2 separate regions of the Mus musculus genome follow, and region 2 is linked to region 1. The links are chromatin contacts, called in public HiChIP or PLAC-seq maps. All regions are on one chromosome and are shown on one strand. The core of a region is the stretch at or near the end of the contact, and the rest is flanking DNA. Distances in the headings are between cores, read along the strand shown.

The links. HiChIP or PLAC-seq counts read pairs in DNA pulled down with a chosen protein or histone mark.
Region 2: an H3K4me3 HiChIP or PLAC-seq map of bone marrow-derived macrophages shows a contact between it and region 1, with 2.6 times the contacts expected there. The contact joins the enhancer-like site here to the promoter of Steap3 in region 1. A contact is called at or near these places in 8 of 39 promoter capture datasets (the 3T3-L1 cell line, 3T3-L1-derived adipocytes, embryonic stem cells and 3 more), 1 of 15 datasets of contacts at CTCF or cohesin (the NIH/3T3 cell line), 7 of 115 datasets of contacts at active chromatin or transcription factors (bone marrow-derived macrophages, embryonic stem cells, microglia and 1 more) and 2 of 9 other capture datasets (adipose tissue and embryonic stem cells).

Annotation. Positions count from the first base shown.
Region 1 is chr1:120,255,016-120,262,179 of GRCm38.p6, forward strand. Steap3 (STEAP family member 3) reads right to left here and starts at 3,863. Exons shown (of 5, transcript NM_001379355.1): 1 at 3,746-3,863. The coding sequence starts at 3,767.
Region 2 is chr1:120,527,725-120,534,888 of GRCm38.p6, forward strand. No RefSeq gene overlaps it. Among named protein-coding and RNA genes, the nearest start is that of Marco, 26 kb to the left of the region's middle. Within about 2 kb of position 4,592, at least 29 of the 459 cell types and tissues checked have an H3K27ac peak or open chromatin away from gene starts, as enhancers often do. A contact at or near this core is called in bone marrow-derived macrophages, where this site is marked.

The sequences.
Region 1 (7,164 bases), core at 2,613-5,112:
GGACAGAGTCACTAAACTACTTGCTCCTCACAGGAGATGCATCAGGCTGATTTCTAGATTGACTTATAGGATGTGGTCCAGGTAATCCAACAGAGGCCATCTCATGCTAGAGAGGCCAGGAAACCAGGAGTTGCTCACTGTACTGGTTGGGTATCTCACAGTTTCAAACTGTCCTTATGAGTCTGGAGATTCCTGGAGAACCACTGGGCTTTAGTCTACAATGGAAACCCAAAGGTTTTAGCATCAGTAGGGGTGGGGAAGGGTGGGGGTGATGAGGGGTGGGTAGAGGGGGTATGCTGCAGCAGCAGGATAGATGAGCTTGTCAGCAAGACTGAGGGCAGCAGGCAAAAAGCAGGGGTCTCCTCCATGTCCTTTTATCTGGGCTGCTACCAGAAGGTGCCACCCACATTTAGGGTGGGTCTTCTTGACTCAAATAAGTCTGACACAGCTTTAATCCCAGCACTTTAAGAGACAGGCAGCCAGATTGCTGTGAGACTGAAGACAACCTGGTCTACATAGTAAGTTCTCTGCTAACCAGGACCATATTATGAGAACCTGTCTCAAAAACAAAACCAATATAAAGTCCCTCACAGCAGTGCCCAGCAACTTTTATAACTATCTGGTCCCAAGTTTAGTCATGTTTATAACTAAGATTAGCAATTACGAGGTCCAACAGAAGGCCCAGCTGATGGGGCTAAGGAGATGGCTCAATCGGTAAAGTGGTTGCCTAGAAAGTATAAAGAACTCGAACTCCCCCACACCCACACAAAAATCGGAGCATGGTGGCATGCACTTGTGATCCCAGTGCTGGGGAGGCAGAGACAGGATGGTCTCTGAGTCAGTTGGTGAGATCCTGAAGGTGACACCTAATGTCACCCTCTGGGTCCACATGAAACCCCCCAACACACACATGTGAGCACACGTTAGGAGCATACAGACATACATATACACAGACTCAGTATATACATGTGAGCACACATACACACATGAGTACACACATATGCATACACTTTAAAAAAGGAGGAAGAAGAGAAGGCTCCCAGTTCCTCTTTAAGATAAAAATAGACATTTTTGTCCTCTGATCCCTTAGGCTCTCTGTCACAGGGATGGACCAAGTATACAGTGCCATGCACCTTCCCTTAGAGTGCCCTTCCCACGTGTTTATGGCGACATTAAACCTAATATCCTCTGATATGAACTTACAACCTTCAGGCTGGTGGAGGGAATAATAATGTCTATAAAATCGTTCTGGGCTGGGAAGATGGATCAGGGGTAAAGAGCATGCCATGAAAGTACCCCTAGCACCCATATACATGCCAGATAGGAGTGGTAGCCTGCCCGTAATCCCAGAGACTGAGACAGAGGATCTCTGGGTAAGACTAGCAAAATTTGGGAGCAGTTGTTTCTAGTGACAGTCTCTGCCTCAATATATATGTCAGAGAGTGATCGAGAAAGACCTCTGGCCTTCACATGAACGTGTCTATATGTGAGTTCACATGTGTGAACATACAGACACACAAGTGACACACACACAAGTCCTGCTCGTTATATGGACCTTGATTTATGGTGGCGTGGCAGCCAGCAAATCCACTGTAAATTGATGATGCTGTGAGTTTAAAATTCCTGGGAAACATCCAAATTCACAATTTGAAGAACGGTTTCCACTGAACAATGTTGGTGTTGTACCTCCCCTAAAGTTGAAAGATCCTGTGTCAAGCCATCATTAAACAGGGGATTGCCCACACAGCCTGAATGAAAATTACACCCTTGCTGTGCAAAAAGAAGAGATTCCCAGGGACAACGCCTTCTCCCTCTTTCTGACACATGACTTCCCTAAGTAGTAATCCAAGGTTTCCTTGGGGGCATAAGGCTACTGAGGGAGGCAGCCAGCATGTCTCTCTGTAAGTGTCTGGTCCCTGAACAACCCAAATCCTCAGGGTCGAATGAGAAGAGATTAGAAGACAAGGGCAGATCTCACTGTGCAGCAATACATGACTTTGGATGTGTGTTGGGATATGACCTACAGAGGATGCTTCTACTTTATGCATCATAAACTAAGGCCCAGACAGGCAAAGGGAGCACCTCTCGGTCCCAGAGCTGGCTCTGCCTTAATCTAGTCTCAGCATCCAACTGACATCTTGGGTGGCAAGGGCAGAGGCTCTGTATGTGGGTGCTACAGATGTCACCTGGCCAGCACCAGGTTCTAGATTTAAGTCTGTTTCCTTCCTGTGTCCTTTATCTTCTCTCTGAGCTGTTGGGAACAATTTCCCAGTCCCTCTTCTTGCTGTTCCTTTAGAGTGTGGCTGTCCTCCATCCTGGGTCTTAAGTAGGCGTTCACTTAGACCCAGGCCTTTGTTCCTTCCTAGGCTCAGAGACCACAGTCTCTTTCCTTGCCCAACCCGTGTCTACCTCCCAAGGTGAGGTGAGAGAAAAGAGGCTACCAGTCTGAAATTAGCATGTAAAATGTAGTGGCAGATCTGGAGATGGAGGCTGATTGGTAGAGAGCTTATGGAGTATACAGGAAGCCCTGAGTTATATCCCTAGAACCATACAAACATCGTGGTAGTGTGTATTTGTCATTTCCATATTTGGGCGGTAGAGGCAGGAGAATGAGAAGTTCCAAATTGTCCTTAGTTACATGATGAGGTTGAGACCAGCTTGGGCTACAGCAGGCTCTGCCCCAAACAAAATAAAAGCTAATGACATCAAACATGTCCTAAGTGGCACACTTCTGTTTTCTCTGTGGGCATCTCCCCTATCAGATGGACTCTTACAAACATTTTGCTGTTACGTTTCTTGCAATACTACCTGGGATTGTTATTTAGACATCATAAAAATCATTATTTTTTTTTAAAAGGATGGCAGTTTTGTGCCTGCCGAAGAGGAAACAAAGTCCATGCACATAAGCCAGGCCTCCCCCCACACACACTCACTCACACACACACACACACACACACACACACACACACACACACTCACTCTCTCTCACACACACACCCACAGACACACTCACACACACACACACTCACACACACACTCACACACACACACAGAGACACACACACACTCACAGACACACACACACACACTCACACACACACACTCTCACACACACAGACACACACACACACAGACACACTCACACATACACACACACAGACACACACACTCATGCACACAAGTTTGATCTGTTAGAAAACAGCATTTTCTCTCCACATCACTTTGCAGAATAAAAGCAAATGAATAATTGATAGAGCTTTTACAAACATCTAGCTTTTCAAATCCTTCTAGAAAAATCCAGTTCGATTACTCGCAGCCGGCAGTTCTGTGTAAAATTTATAATTCCCGACGGGCCCACATTCCTCAGAAATACATCATGAACATTAATTTTTTTTTAAAGCAACACACACTAAAACCCACGAAGCCGCTGCTTTCTCTGTGTGTGCAAACCAGAGCCCTGCACTCTGAAGAGGCTCTTGTGTTTACTGCCTGAACGCCCTCCCTGAGAAGGTGGCCCTGAAATACACACAGCAGACAATCAATCTCCTGCTTTATTTTGACAAGATCTTATTCTACTGTGCTCCTTGCTGCCAGGCTGAGGCTGTGCAACTCTCAGGGAAACACTGCTCTCTCTGGGCTCTGGTAAAATCTGCAGACCTTCAAAGAACAGCACTCTCAAGTGGACCAGAGGATGGCGTACTAGTAAGTGAATCTGGTAGCTGCCCTGGAGCCCCAACAGACTTACCAGCAACAGGTGACTGCGCCATCTGGCCTCAGGGGAGGTCTGAAGTTTTAGAATGCCCAGACAACCCCGCTGCAAGTCGCCTCTTCTGACTAAAGTCTCCACCTTCGGCAGTCTGACTGGGGTTTTTCAGAATTGGGACGGCCACGGGCCCTTCTAGGGCGTGGGTAACTGGGACACCTCCCCTCTCAGTTTGCCCACCTACAGCTGGCCACAGGGACTGGCCCCTGGAGAGGTGGCTGATGTTCGGTTAGAGAGTGCCCTGAGAGAGCAATTCTGCGGGAGACTTCCTGTTTGGGGAGGAAACCTCACTGAAGTAATTAGTGGCTCAGACTGCAGAGTCTTTGGTACAGGAATTGAGGCAGGATGGCAAGCTGAAGCCAGGATGCATAAAATGAATAAATGTCATGGAGAGGTTGGGCAGAGACACTGAGACCCTTGGAGGTACAAAGCCAGCATTATGGTAACAGAAAGTAGCGAATGATCAATTTCTAGGAGGGTAATTCATTGCAATCACCATGGCTGTTACAGGCTTCTCGAGAATTCTCTCAGCAGTTTGTGCTGATAGGGGGATCTTCTTTGTCACCACATGCCAGACAGTGCCTATAGCAGAAGATGATGGACAGACCGCTCTATTATCATTTCACTGGAAATGGTAGATAAGGGCACACGCCCACTCGCTGCTGGCTGCTGACTGCTGGGTTCCAAGGCTTTGAGGGCAGCCCAGAGTTCAGGAACGGTGCTGTCTGGGCTTGTGTATGGGCATATCTGACTGTCTTCAGCGTGTCAGAACTAGCAAACTTGCAGCCCAGTGAAGTCTGTTGCTAAGCACACACGTCCCAGTCTGTGGCTTTATAAGGACCAGCAACTAGAGCAGGTCCATATTGCTCTGACTGGCAGTCCTCTTATGTCTGTCCCTAACAGTAAAGCCTCTTGGGGGTAGGGCTAGATTCTGGAATCACATGGAGTCCAGTGCAGGCCAATACAGAGACTGGTTTTGTTTTCTCTTTCTTCATGCCCTGACCTGTGACTCTCTTGCTCTTGGCCTGCTCTTTCCATCTGAGTTTGAATATACTCCTGACCCACCCAAATCCCACTTCCTTGGAAATACAATTCCCTGTTGTCGGCATCTATCAGCTCCTGTAGTCCTGGACAACATTTACCCACTCTGAATCAACAAGTAAGGCTAGGTTAGCAGTTGGTTGCCCTAAATATGAACTTGAGTTTAACCGCATGCTAACAGTGTGACCTTGGGAAGGCTTCTTTCCTACTCTGAGGGTCTCACTTAGACCAGGTTGGTCTTAAAGAAAGACCTTGAACCCTTGATCCTTCAGCCCCTGCCTCCCCAGTACTTGGGATTACAGGGATACTCTACTATGTCCAGTTTATGTGGGTCTTTGGTTGGAGCCCAGGACTTCATACATAATAAGCAAGACTTTGGACTTTGCCTACATCCCCAGTGTTCCCTATTTTGACCATTAAGTAAAACAGTGACTATGGAAGCCCTTAAAGACACAGGTTACTCAGTGTTTGCCTGTTGTCTGAATCTGCTCTCTGTTGCTGGGGTACCATGTGATCCCTGGACAGTATCAGCTGAGGATAGAAACCTGTGCATCACCCCTAGTCCCTCATTCTGAGCTGTGCTCCCTTGATGCTGGAAGATGCCTGCGGAGGCAGTGGGGTTCAAGGAGGACTCTCCATCACCAGTGAGCCCCAGAGTCACCCAAAGCTCTGAGCAGCAGGATTTGGGACAGAATTCCTGACTCAGTACAGGAGCCCTTTAGCCTACTGTGTCCCAGACAAGGTTGCTGGGTGATCTCCAGGTCCCCTTAGAGTAGCAGTTCTGAGAGGAAGGGACACTTCCCCAGGAAAAGACACCTGCTGGGTGAAGTGGAAAGGAGCTAACATACTCTCTCTGTAGTTCCTTAGGGTTCTACCTGCTCCCATTGGGGCTTTGCTCGGGGAAAACAGAGGTGCATTAAGGTGTCCATCTCTAGCCACAGAGCCTGGATCTCTAGGAGTAAGGCTTTCCAGAATACCACCCCCAGCCCAATCAAAACTCTTGATGTCTGGGCTCCAGTTGCTTCCTCCCCTTCTAGCTCTGACCAGTCAGGAGCCATCCCTCTAAGGACCATCCGAGGGACTCATGTCATCTTTTACATTGGCTCAGTCTTCGTGGGGGCACTGGTTTGCTGGACACAACCACTGCTTCCAGTTTGCTTCTGACCCTTGCACAGGCAAGGCTGGTCACCCAGACAACCGAGCACTGGCTCCTTGTCATATCCCACACTGTTCAGGTCAACTCCACCAGGAGGGTCTGGGTCACAGCCACCTAGAACAAGTTTGCCCTCAGAGACATCCAACCTCACTGTTGGGGTTCTGCCTCCTCCATAAGCCTGCCGGGAAGAATGACAAACCTCCACCCCACAGGTAACAGGCGTCTATAGTATGGGGAGGTGGTCACTGTGGAAGGCCTGCTCACCAGCCTCAAGAAGGCTTTGCTCTCTTCACAAGTGCTGGGATAACCCACTCCACCCTTCACTGATCTCATACTCCTCCACATCCATGCCATTGGCTAGTGTGATGCTCTTGGGACTGTCTCCTTGTTTGGACAAGCTTAATCTCCTAAACTGAGAACTAAAGAGGTACAAAACAAGCAATCAGAGCTGGAGAGCAGTTCAGTGTAAGAGCGCTTGCCCAGAATGCTCTAACCCTGTGTTTAGTTCCCAGCATGGAAATTAATGTATAAGCACCAGGCTGCTGGCATGAAGCGGAAGACAGACCTGACTACGGAACGGTGATATCCATAGTTGCTCCTGTGGGTGACCAAGGTGACAGGTAAAGATGTGTTGTTTGGGAGGGCTAACTCTTCTGGTGGAGGGCTTTTACACTGTAGGGGCAACTGGGCAGAGGTCTACTCAAAACATTGCTCTGGGGGGCCAGGCACATGGAAGAGAGGCCTTTCTTTACTTGTACTTGGTAATACAGAGGTTTCAGATGAGTTTGGAAGTGGAACAGCTGGGTAGTACTGCCAACTGTGCTGGTCTGAGTGCCTGGCACCTAGTGAGCGCTCTGCAACTGTTACTTGGACGAGGAAGCACGATTTGGACAGACCTAGAGTGAGTGGCAAGGAGTCTCTGGTTTGGGATTGAAAGAAGAGACTGAAGGCTAGTCGGCCCTTGGAAAAGTCATGTGGTTGGGAGGATCACACCATTGCTTGGGCCAGGCTCGGGTGTGTGGGGAAGCTAACCGCTCAGGAATGAGGACTGTCATTTCAGGTGGGATGGCATCAGTGCACAGCAGGCCAAGGACAGGAAGGGGGTGAGCTGAAGCTCTCTGTCAGAGGCTGGGTGGGACAGATTATAGGCCCAGTTTGGGGGTCAACTAGAAGATATGATTTCCTGACTTTATACTTGCATATC
Region 2 (7,164 bases), core at 3,342-5,841, 270 kb after region 1:
ACAGTGTAATAAATGTTCTTTTAATAACCTTCCATTCTATTGGTTTTGTTCCTCTAGAGAACTGTATACCTATGCAATATTCATAGCAGCTGGTCTGGTGTGAGGGAGGTTTCCCTATATCCTTGGCTGACACTCTTCTGCTCACAGCAGCCAGGGTGGGGGCTCAAGGAAGAAGATAAAATCTGTCAGTTACAGGGTCACATTACCCTGAATTCCCACGTTAGCGTATTTAAAGGAAAATCAAACATTACCAAATGTCTTAGAGTTTCTATTGCTGTGAACAGACACCAGACCATAGCAACTCTTATAAAAAGAAGACATTAGTTGGGGCTGCCTTACAGTTTCAGAGGCTTAATTCATTATCATCATGTCCAGAAGCATGGCACCACACAGGCAGACATGGTGCTGGAGAGAGAGCTGAGGTTCTACATCGCTGCATTCACAGACAGCAGGAAGTGACTATGAACCTCTGGACTTGGCTTGAGCTTCTGAGATCTCCAAGCTCTTTAGTGACACACTTCCTCCAACAAGGCCACACCTCCTAATAGTGCCACTCCCTATGAGACTAGAGATTGGGTCATCCGTTTTCATTCAAACCCGTGCACCAATGGTGTTCACAATTGTAGCCTGTCATTCAAAAGGCATCGGTGTCTCTCAATGTTTATTCCTGCTCCTACATCTCAGAGTGCCTGTCTTCAGATGATTGAACTGAAAGGATAGTGGCCCCGAGGCTCAGCTGCTGCCTAGCTGGTGCCAGTGGTCTAGTTCATAAATCAGTGGTGTTAACAAGATGCCATCTCTGCTTTTAGGTATACACATAAATACTGACACCGCCTCAATCCCAGACAGAAGGAAGGATTTTTGCTCTGCACTGTATTCCAAATTGAGCCACATGATTATTTCTGAGTGTGTGGCTGAGTCCAGAGGTCAATGAAGATACCATTTTCTTCAGGTATGAGCCTCAGGCCTTGCCACTGTGAAGGAGAGTAAAGTCTCCAGTGCACTTGGGCTGCGCAGGCTAAGGGGTATTGTGGAAGTAGAAATGAAGGCCATTCCCATGAAGACAAGAGGGTGTGGGCGTTGAAGATCTGGATTTTAAGGCAGGGAAGGAGACAGTTTAATGGTGTCTAATATCCAAAGTGATCATTTCCAATGAAATTACTACTATCAACCTATATAATTACATATCTAAAAGCTACCAATAAATAAAAGAACTGAAATATAATAAAATGTATAAAGAAAGTACAGGAAGAAGGTTGAAAAAATCAAAATGCAATCATGGTTTCTTACTGTAGACAGCTACCAATTTGAAACAGAATATAAGAAACTATCTCGCTAATATTGTGAAGAAAGAGATGAAATATCTAACAATACATGCAACAGAGAAACCAAGCCTCAGGTAGGCAGTGGTGATGCACAGCTCTAATCCCTGCATTCGAGGCAGGGGCAGGCAGATCTCTGAGTTTAAGGCCACCCTGGTCTACAGACTGAGTTCCGGGACAGCCAGGGCTACACAGAGAAACCCTGTCTTGAAAAGTGAAAAAAGAGAGCAACAGAGCGAGAGAGAGGGAGAGAGAGAAAGAGAGAGACAGAGAGAAAGAGAGAGAAAGGAAAAAAGAAAGAAAAAGAGAAAGAGAGGAAAGAAAAAAGAAAGAAAAAGAGAAAGAGAGGAAAGAAAAAAGAAAGAAAAAGAGAAAGAGAGAGGAAGGAAAAAAGAAAGAAAAAGAGAAAGAGAGGAAGGAAGGAAGGAAGGAAGAAAGAAAGAAAGAAAGAAAGAAAGAAAGAAAGAAAGAAACAAAGAAAGAAAGAAAGAAAGAAAGAAAGAGAGAGAGAGAGAAATGTATTTTCAGGGTTGGGGGAGTAAAAACTAAAATAAATACTTTTTCAATTTTTCCAAATTCAAATGAAGCATGTTTGGGATACAGCTGTGGTTCCACATCCCCCACTTCCTCTCTCTTAGGATCCAGATGATGCTGTTTACATGGTTGAAGTGGGTGGGGTCTGCAGGGTCCTGGTCATGCCAGAGAGATTGGGCTTCACCAGCTCGGGACATTCCATATCCACCCACTGAGAGGATGGAGGGTCTGAGCTCAATCTTGAATAAAGACTCTTTGCTTTTGCATACAAATTGGATTCTTGGTGGTCTCTAGTGGTCTGTGGGGAGCTCACATATACTTTATTAGGAGCAAACCAGTGCTATGTATGGACCCTGAAGAGTGGGAAGGAGTTTTCAGGGTAAATGGAAATCATTGACTGGAGTTTAAAGCCCTGAAATGCCTCATGTGTATGGAGAGGCATTCCAGGAATCTCAGTTACTTGCTGAGTGGATTCTTACTGGGGTGGGAGTGGGAGGGTTGAAATTGTAGGTTTTCCAAGGGCTATTCAACTTTCCCCAGGTAGAGGGTGTGGCAGGTCAGGCTCCAGGGATAAAGTCAGAGAAAAGGAATCCCTGCTGGAAAAGGGATTCCTCCATTTTGCACTGAGCTCAGAGGAGCTATTCGGCCATGGTAGATTGAGACCTTAAAGAGAACGGTTTCCCCACAATGTAAATTAATGATTTGGGTAAAAAGAAACAATGTTAAAATGCTGTCAACTGTTCCTACATGAATTTACGAATCTAATGTACATTAAAATAAGTACATTAAAAATACTAACAAAAATGTTTTGCAGGGGTGTGTGTGTGTGTGTGTGTGTGTGTGTGTGTGTGTGTGTGTGTGTGTTTGGACCCTTTTAATAAATTACATTGGGGCGATTGGTCAGCAACCTGTTACAATAGATAAATGAATAAATAAAAAGGCACACAAGTCAGATGTAAAAGAGATGATCTGACTATAGGAATATGAAAGAAATTTCCAACCAGGAACATTGACCACATCAAAGTTCCAGCTAGCCAGATAGGGAGATAGGAAGTTTTGTTTTAAATATGATAAATTAAGAATAAATTTTAAACAAAGCAATGGTTTTCATCTTGACATTTTCAAATAGGTGTGTCATTATACGTTGTCTCAATCCACCCTGCTACGCCATTGTTCTCCTCCCTGGTCCTTGCCTTCCTTTTCCTGGTTTCCTTTCCCCCAAATCATCACCCCTTCTGCTCTCATGACACATGTATTCCATCTCCATTAAGAAAAAAAAAAACATTTTTTGCAAATGACATCTCCACATGTAAAGAGCACAACTAAAAGTAGGAAAATGGACAAAAATGCTTTTTCAGGGTAAAAAAAAAATGAGTCATAAAAGATAGGGCTTCCAGTTTTGAACATGTTGGGATACAAAGAACAAAAAGCTGGCCCAAACATCTGAGTAAAAGACGCCATTCTCATGACTGAGACGCTGGGGGTGGGGGGGAGTGAACATGTAAGAGGTCATTCTCATGACTGAGATGCTGGGCGGTGGGGTGGATAAACATGCAAGAGGCCATTCTCATGACTGAGATGCTGGAGGGGATAAACATGTAAGAGGTCATTCTCATGACTGAGACGCTGGGGGGGGGGGGATAAACATTCAAGAGGCCATTCTCATGACTGAGATGCTGGGGGGGGGAATAAACATGTAAGAGGTCATTCTCATGACTGAGAAGCTGGGGGGGGGGGATAAACATGCAAGAGGCCATTCTCATGACTGAGATGCTGGGGGCGCAGTAAACATGTAAGAGGTCATTCTCATGACTGAGATGCTGGTGTGGGGGATAAACATGCAAGAGGCCATTCTCATGACTGAGATGCTGGGGGGGAATAAACAGGTAAGAGGTCATTCTCATGACTGAGATGCTGGGGGGGGGCGGGGGTCTCTAAACCTCTTTTGATGAGCAATTTGGCCTTATGTCTAAGAAAGCATTTGTGCTATGTTTTTTGATGTGGGTACAAGGACTCTTTTGAAGCAGTGCTCACGACAAGAAGCCTGGACAAACTCTGGCCATCCCCTTAGAGGTCATAAGCAAGCATGGCCTGTTTTCCTGTGGCTCCCAATTACAGCATCATATTGTGCTGGAAATATCCCCACTGGGTCTTCCACTTTGATAATTTTTTTCTGTCTTGCCTTCACCTTTTCCCTCTGCCTCAGTCCAAGACCCTAGCCTGCGAGAAGACTGGCCTTGTCTCAGGCAGGGTCAAGGCTGGTGTAATCTGGAACAGAGAAGTGATTTTCTATTGTAGATTCTCCACCTCAGCTTGGGTCAAAATAAAATCATGGGCTTGGAAACTCCTCACTTGCATAAATAAAAATCTGCAGACTCATGGTTGGGTTTTCATATTTCAAGAGTCAAACTTTAGAAAGAACAGGGGAAGTAGGAGTGGCCTCTCATGGGGCCAGAGGACAATATCCAGGAGCCTCCTCTTCCTCGAGTTTCCCAACTTCTCAATTCTTCAGTAGCCAGCAAGAACCATCCCCGTGCAGTGTGTGTGTGTGTGTGTGTGTGTGTGTGTGTGTGTGTGTGTGTGTGTTTATGTGAGAGACAGAGAGACAGAGAAAGAGAGAGAGATAGAGAGAGAGAGAGCATTGCAATGCCTCCTGGTCTTCTCTAGGGGCTTCTACTCTGGCAAGGAGGCAGGCAACCATGCAGAGTGACTAGACAGTTCAGACAGCCTCTCCAGGGCTCAGAGCAAAGCTAGGTCCATCCATCTCCTCTGGCCTTTACTTCCAGTCATAGTGAGGTGGTCAAAGGAGATCTTCAAATTAAGATAGTAAAGGTAAGGGTGTTTGAGTCAGGGTTCAGAGTAGAGGGGTCAGCATGGGGGATAAGAGTGGGGGGAACAGAATGGGGGTTAAGGATGGGGGCAGTGAGAGGGAGGGGTCAGAGTGAGATGGTTTCACCATGACGATAAAAACGGTAGCTCTCCTCTTTAGGGATCTCCCTTGTGAGTTCCAGAGCATTAGTGGATGCTGATGGGGACTGTCCCTGAGGTTTGTGGGCACGCTGTGGCTACAGCCTGTGAGCCAGGCACATCAGCAGGAAAGATGTATGCAAACCCACCTCACAGAGGAACAGGGGCTCAGAGAGAAAGCAGAAGCTGCTGAGGCTTCAGAACTCAGCTGCTGCTCAGTCCGCAAAGCTCATCATGATGTCATGGGCCACAGAAGGCGGTGGGCAAGCCTGGTGGAACAACCAGGCCTGTCACTGTCCTCTTGAGGCAGGAGAGGAACACAGGGGAAAGTCATGGGGACACGGGAAAGGAAAAGGCCACCCTGGGCTTCACTTGCTCCTTCCTGCTGAGGAAGTCAGGGGGCTTTGGACACCGCTGATAATGTCCAAATTGCCGACTGAGACAGCACATGTTGTCCTAAAGACCTCACCACCAAAGATCATAAAACCTGTGTTTATCTGTGACCTCAAATGGCCTAGTAATGCTGAGGATCCTCTCACCCGACATCTAAGAAAACCCTTCAGAAAACCAGCTTGCAACTTTTTATAACAAGAAAATTCTTTTACTTCCCACTTCCCTCTGAGCAATGTTAAGGGTGCTTTTTATCAGGGTTAGAGCTTTAACTCGGGAGCCCTCAAACCCTATACACACCCACAGTGAGAAACAGCTCACAACTACTCATCTTTGAAAGCCTGAACCCATGCTCTCTGACTCTCTTCTGCCCCTGAACACCTTTCTTCCTATTTTTAAATATATTTTACTTAAAATAGAGTTAAATCACTCCCCTGTCCCTTTATATTCAAGAAACAGCAACTCAGGCTGGTGAGATGGCTCAGTGGGTAAAAGTGATGCATACAGCCTGACAACTTAAGTTCCATGCCTGGGATTCACCAGGTGACAGTGGGAACTGATTCCCAAAAGTTATCCTCTGTCCTCTCCATGTGCCACTGGCACACCTGTGCCTGCACTCTCACACACACAATAAACGAATGGACTCCAACACTGCTTCTCACTAGCCTGTCCTTGAATTCTTTTCCTCACAAAAGCAGGGCCCTAAGAGAAAAGGGACTCTCCCAGTACTAGTGACAGAGTTGCTGCTTTTCTGTCCCTATCTCTGCTGACACTCTTGGCTAGAAAGACACAAACTCCCCCAGGCCCTTCCCATGTTTAGGAACATTTCGACAAGATGTCCGTTCCATGCCCTGTGCACATGGTCACATTCTCCAAGGCACCATCTCCACCTTCCCGATTTCCTTTCTTGGTACATAGAGCAGGAAGCCAGCAACACCAGGTGCGGGACACGAATGATGCCAGCTGCAGGTCCTCGGCCCAGAGCCTGCATTGTCCATGATGCTGACTGAAAGTCTGTTTTAGAATGGCGTTCTTACTTCCTCATCTTTTCCGGTTTTGGATCCTTGACACCATCTGTGGTTCTGCACAAACATGCAACTATTTTGTGGAACAAGGGAAAAGACTGAGAGAGAAAAAGACCAGAGTGAAGCCAAGCAGTGACAGGGAGTTGTTGACAGCCAATGATGGTGTGGCATGTTGACACAAACTTCCTCCTTGAGTAACACCTGATGTCAGTGTGTATGTCACTCAAAGCCTTCAGGTACCCGATGTCCCTGGCTGATGCAGGCCAGGTCAGTGATTTGTCTCTTGTCTAAGTATATGACTACACCTGTATGCATGAGCACAGGTCCAGAAGAGGTGACCAGTGTCCTTGTTGGCTACTCTATACCAGTTCCCCTGAGGCAGGCTCTCTCTGTCTTTTTAGCTAGACTGGAAGCCAGAGGCCCTAGGGATTGTTCAGTGCGCTCCTTATTCTTAGTTATTGGCTTGACTAAGTCTGGAATTAACTGAAACCCGAGCAGCTGGGTAGACCTGTGAGGGGGTTTTCCTAATGAAATCATTTCAAGTAGGAAGACCCACCTTTAACCTGAATCTTTTGATGTGAGAAGATCCACCTTTAATATGGACCACACCTGCTGGCAGTCTGTATAAAAGACACAGATGAAGGAAGCTCTGTCTTTGTCTGCTTGGCTTTACTCTGAATCCAGTGCATTCCTTCAGCACCGTGAGAGCCTACTTCTTCAGGATCCCGGCATATAATAAAGACAGCCGAGGCATCCAGCCTCGTGGAGTGGATGGCGACTGGATTCTTGGAGCTTCTGTTGGTAGACTGCTGTTGTTGAACTAGCTGGACCATAGCCTATAAGCCACTTTAATAAACACACACACACACACACACACACACACACACACACACACACACACAATTATTTCTGTTCCCCTAGAGAAC